2 separate regions of the Mus musculus genome follow, and region 2 is linked to region 1. The links are chromatin contacts, called in public HiChIP or PLAC-seq maps. All regions are on one chromosome and are shown on one strand. Each heading gives the region's core, a stretch centred on a gene start, on an enhancer-like site or on the middle of the called end of the contact. The rest is flanking DNA. Distances are from core to core; before and after follow the strand shown. Region 1 holds the start of Lrrc20 (leucine rich repeat containing 20). Region 2 holds the start of Aifm2 (apoptosis-inducing factor, mitochondrion-associated 2).

What was found. HiChIP or PLAC-seq counts read pairs in DNA pulled down with a chosen protein or histone mark.
Region 2: an HNF4G HiChIP or PLAC-seq map of pancreatic cancer cells shows a contact between it and region 1. The contact joins the promoter of Aifm2 here to the promoter of Lrrc20 in region 1. A contact is called at or near these places in 3 of 39 promoter capture datasets (liver, neural stem cells and stem cell-derived epiblast-like cells), 2 of 484 Hi-C or Micro-C datasets (embryonic stem cells and neutrophils), 3 of 115 datasets of contacts at active chromatin or transcription factors (bone marrow-derived macrophages, embryonic stem cells and pancreatic cancer cells) and 2 of 9 other capture datasets (adipose tissue and pancreatic islet).

What each region holds. Positions count from the first base shown.
Region 1 is chr10:61,474,550-61,477,100 of GRCm38.p6, forward strand. Lrrc20 (leucine rich repeat containing 20) reads left to right here and starts at 1,284. Exons shown (of 5, transcript NM_153542.1): 1 at 1,284-1,340. D830039M14Rik (RIKEN cDNA D830039M14 gene) reads right to left here and starts at 2,132. Exons shown (of 1, transcript NR_166099.1): 1 at 678-2,132.
Region 2 is chr10:61,713,987-61,716,537 of GRCm38.p6, forward strand. It overlaps Aifm2 (apoptosis-inducing factor, mitochondrion-associated 2), which reads left to right and starts at 1,277. Exons shown (of 10, transcript NM_001284300.1): 1 at 1,277-1,366.

The DNA of each region.
Region 1 (2,551 bases), core at 34-2,533:
AGGAAGCAGTGTTTTTGGAAACTGTTACACAACAGGAGATCTGTGAAGTGGCTACATTTTAGAAGCTGTGGTCCTGGTGGCTAGTCTGGCAGCCGTGAATACAAATTACTCAAAAGAACAGCAGCATCTTTTGCTAGTCTGATTTACTGACTAGAAATTTAGTGACACAAAAGGGTTAAAATGTTGCAGGTCCAGAGCCAGACTGGCATTTTGTGGCATCTTTATGTCCTTTAACAACTACTGATTGCTCTGCCCTCTACTTGGCTTAACATCTTTGTAACTATCCAGTAAGTCAGAGTGCAAGAACAGATCTCTAGTTTCCGATCAACCAAAGGGCTAAGAATGCTCTCAGGCTAGCATCTGGGGCCTATAGCTGAGATCTTTTTCTCCTTTGCTGTAGCCTGTTTACCTGATATCCTCACCAATACAATTGAAAAGTGCCTTGTTTTTACGTTTTTCTTTGTTCTTCATTAAGAGGCTGGAGAGACAGCTACACCGTTCCTTTGCAAGGGTTGTCCAATCATGTACAGGATGGTTCATAGCTGTTTGCAACTCCAATCCCAGGAGATTTGACCCCTCTTTTGGCCTCTGAGGACACCAGACACATAGGTGGTGCACAAATACACACGCGGGCAAACACGCATAAAATAACTAAAAAAAAAAAAAAAAAGCACAAAATAATTCACAATTTTTATCAAACTGTTACCATGTTGGGACATGGAATAACCTGTATTTGTGTTCCCGGGCTAGGGTCGCTCCTATTTGGCTCTAGGATAAGCCATCTCTGATCCCCTTTGAGGTGAGAGTTGTGTTTTTGCGTCGCAGCAGCGCTGGACTCCACAGTCCCTTCATCAGTTCTCACAGCGACCCGTGAAGCAGGTAGACTTTAGTTCCATGTTTACTTTAGTCTGAAGAGATGAAGTTACAGTGCGGCTTCAATTAGCGTTTCTTTGCGTTTTCCAAAGTTCCCCGATCTGCTGAACCCGGCTCATCCGTGGAATTAAAAACAAAATAAAATCCAGCCTGGAGAAGCATCCTACACAAGAAGATGCAGGGCCCCGCCCCTAGCGCGCTGGCTTTGCCGACTCCACACAAAGCGGTTCCTCCCTTGGTTCCCGAGCGCGCAGGAGGAGTTGCGCGCTGATTGGTGCGCGCGGGCGGAGCGCTGGCCCCTCCCCGCCCTGGGTCGTATCCTGGTGTCACTATTGGCTGAGCGGCCGTGCGCGCTGAGCTCCCTGCCCCTTTGGCTCCGCCCCTCGGGCTCAGAACTTGCACCGGGTGCCGTCGGTCGCCGCGGGAGCGTGAGTGCTGGGCGCTGGGCTCTAGGACGCATTGTCGCCGTAAGTGCTGCCTCCAGCGGCCCACAGGCTTCGCGCCGCGCTGAATAACGGTGGCCAGAGGCCGAGCGTGGCAGGGGCAGAAGGGAAAGCACTGGGCTTGGCCGTGTCCCTTCCCCTCCCCCAGCACACCTGGTAGCACCGAGTCATGGCTCGGGCGGTGCCCAGAGGTCATGGACTATCGCTTGCGGTAGTGGGAGGCTCGTGGTTAGAGCTCTCGGACAGCCCGGCTTCCGTCTCCCCAGTGAGACGCCCTTGCCCATCGGGAGAGGCAGCTGCGCATGTCACTTGGGAGTGTGCCTCTCCGCCCCTGGCAGCGTGGGACGCCCCCGGCCTCTGCGATCACCAGCGTCCCCCCTCTGCTTGCTCCATTTGTCCCAGTTCCTGTCTGCCAGGCCAGCGCGAGGCTGGAGACGAGCAGCCACTGGCTGTGAGAATGGGGTCCAGGGATCCTGTCCTTGGCCACTGTGTACTGTCGGTACAGTCTAAGGATGCTCACGCGGGGCTCCCCAACTCTAAAGCTGAGCTGCGAAACCAGGCGCCAACGTGTCCAGCTCATTGCCCCAGCGGGCTCTTTCCCCTGGGTGAGAAAGTGGGTCATCTCTGCTCTGGTCTCGAGTGGACCTTTGGGACTGTTGGGGTGTGATTAGCATTGTGCCCCTTACCTCGCCACATCAGCTCTTGGCTTCAGCAGGGTCCCGAAGTCTGTCTGGAGCCAGCGGAGCCAGCGGTGGGGCAGATCGTGCGCATGGCTGCGGAGGCTCCGGTTGCCCCGCAGAGCGGCTGCCAGGCTCTAAAGTTCCCAGTTGACCACAACAGTAACTAAATATAGGACCAGCTGGTGCGGCCGGAGTGTCGCAGTGGCTCCTTTGCAGAGATCTTAGGGCTGCAGATAATGAAGTTGAGTTCTGACCCTTAAAGACTGGGTCATTGCCATGGTCAAGGTTTAAATACCTCAGCCCCAAGTTTGGAATTTAGGTGAGATCAGTTTCAGATCTGCCAGAGAAATTATACAGTGTTCACAATCATAGCTTCCTCAAAGCAGAATAGCACACTCACCTTCAATTTATTATATGCAAACTTCCTGTCTGTCCTTGTTTGATGACCTAATAGTTGGTCCTGGCTTAATGCAGGAAGCCCTTAATGGCTTGCAGAGTCTTTTCTTAGAAGTGATTTTTTTTCAGTTAATTTTTATTAACAGTTTCATTGAGGAA
Region 2 (2,551 bases), core at 27-2,526, 240 kb after region 1:
GTGCAACAGTAGCAATTATAGAAGACAGGATGGAAATGATGGAAATGTTCATGTGTGAAATTCTCATCAAAACAAGTGTTCAAAGCAAAACAAAACAACCAACCAAATAAAGAAATGCTACCTACTGCCTATGTATGTTTGAGACAGGGTCTCTCACTGTAGCCCAGGATATCCTTGAACTTGTAAACCTCCTTGTCTCAGCCTCCCCAGTGGCTGTGGGTACAAGCATGAGTTAGTACACCCTGCTCAGGTATGTACGTGACCTCACGGACACTTGCCTACTGCCCCTAGGGTAGGGGACAATATCTGCTTGGAGACAGATGCCCTATCGTTCCCCTATGTAGCTTCGAATGCTCTGGCTTTCCTATCTCTGGCATCCTTCTGTGACTTGGCACACATGCTTGCTTCTCTCCCTTGCTCAGGGCTGACTTCAGTATGGGAGAGAGGCCTGAATACTTTTTGATCTCCAAGCTTCCTTACAGCAGTAGGTGACAGGAGATGTGGTAGTGTTTTGTTTGTCTTCTTGTTGTTGTTGTTTTGTTTTGTAGGGTTTTTGAGACCTGGTTTCTCTGTGTAGCCCCTGGATGTCCTGGAACTTGCTCCGAGTTGGCCTCAAACTCAACAGACATCCTCCTGCCTCTGCCTCCCTAGTGCTGGGATTAAAGGCTGCACCACTGCAGTCTGTCAGCAGTGGTGGTTTGATGGCTTCATTTTTTTGACAGGATCTCAGGAAGTCCAAAGTGGACTCAGTAGCCAATTTCTAACCCTCTTGCCTCTACTTCCTAAATGCTAGGATTACAGGTATGCACCACCGTGCTCTGCTTCTGTGGGTAAGAAATCCAGGGCACTCAGGATAGGCAAACAGCTCCTGAGTCTTGTGTTAAACCCCTTCTTTCTCCAGGCTACCATATAACCAAAGGATATACCGGTTCCGCTCTCCATTTTAAAGCTCCAGTGCAGGACCAAAGACTGGGCGAACAGCAGGCGCTCAGTCCGTATGCACATGTGTGCAGATGGCAAAGCTAGTGTGTGTGTGTGTGTGTGTGTGTGTGTGTGTGTGTGTGTGTGTGTGTTTGTGTGTGTGTGTGTGTGTGTGTTGGGGAGGCTCTCGGTTGTCTCCCAGAAACCCCTGGCAAAACTAAGGCGCAGGATCTTGGCAGGCTGAGAGGCTAGCTAGGCTGCATCAGCGCTGGGAGTGTCCAAGTAGGGAGCGGCTGGTAGGCGGTCAAGGTCAGTTCCAGGGCAGCGGGAGGGGCGGGGCTCGGGGGCGGGGCTCGGGGCGGGGCTGCGACCCGGAGACAGTGATGGGCACGCCCCGACACGGGGCCTCAGCGCCGGAAGACGCGAGGACCAAGGACCGCTACAGGTGAGGTCACTGGGGATCCTTGTTCCCTCGCGCGGCGTGGGGTACACTAGGGGCATGACAGGGGCCGCGGAATTAGGAGGGGGCCGTTGCCTAGGATACTTAACGCCGGTCCGGAGGACCAGGTTCCTCGGGATTCATTGCTCCTCAATGTCCGCTAAATCTGTCCGGGAAGAACTTGGGGTCTTGGGAGGGGGAAGCAGGACGCGCAGGGGTAGCGGGGCAGGCGTGGCCTTGATCTTGGGAGGGTCTCAGACAGAAGGACTGAGGTGTCTGAGTGCAGCGGGAGACCCTTAGGAATCTCAGAGAAAGTGAGTAGGGTTACCCAGGGGTGCATTGGAGGCCTGCTTCACCCCGCCCCCCTGTGAAATAGGGGTTCTGTTAGAAAAAGCGAGACCAGCAATGACTGAATCCCCTTCTCTTCTCTCTCTCTCTCCCTCTCTCTCTTTCTCTCCTCCCCCTCTCTCTTTCCCTTTCCCACTCTCCCTCTCTCTTACTCTTTCTTCCTCCCTCCTCCCCCTCTTCCCAGGCACCCTGTTCTTTCCAAGACCACACACTCCACACATCCCCATAGCTCACTAAGATAATTTTGACCCTGGGATTTAGGGGTGTGGGGGGGGAATGCTCAGCTGTCTTAAGAGCTGAGGCCCCCGGGGGAGGACAGGTGTAGTTTGGAAAGAAACTTCCAGATCTCCCCACTCAGCACCTATGAACCAAGGCTAGCATCAGCTTCTAACATGAGCCTGTGTCCCCTGCCAACACACCCCAAGTGCTCAGCCACACTCTCAAGGGACTGCATGTCAACACTGGCCTAAGTCACCTCCTGTTCACTAGAGCTGGGCCTATCAAGTACTGTACAGCCAGTGGGCCTTGTCTGGAGGGAGATGCAGGTTGGCAATGGCCAGGGATGGGCAGGTCACTTGGGGTGTGTGTGTGTGTGTGTGTGTGTGTGTGTGTGTGTGTCTGAGTGCAGGAGTGTCTATGCCAAAGTGAGTGCTTCTTTTCCTTCTCCTCTTCATTCTATCAGCCAGTCCCTTTTAGCATGGGGTGTTTTTCAACGGTATATCTAGGGGTGCATTCCTCAGCAGCTGTCCCTAGAGTGCTCACTCTCAGCCTGGTCTTTGGTGTCCAAAGAGGGGAGCCATCGCCTCCCTTCCCCAGTGGAAGAGGGGACAGATATCATAGCCT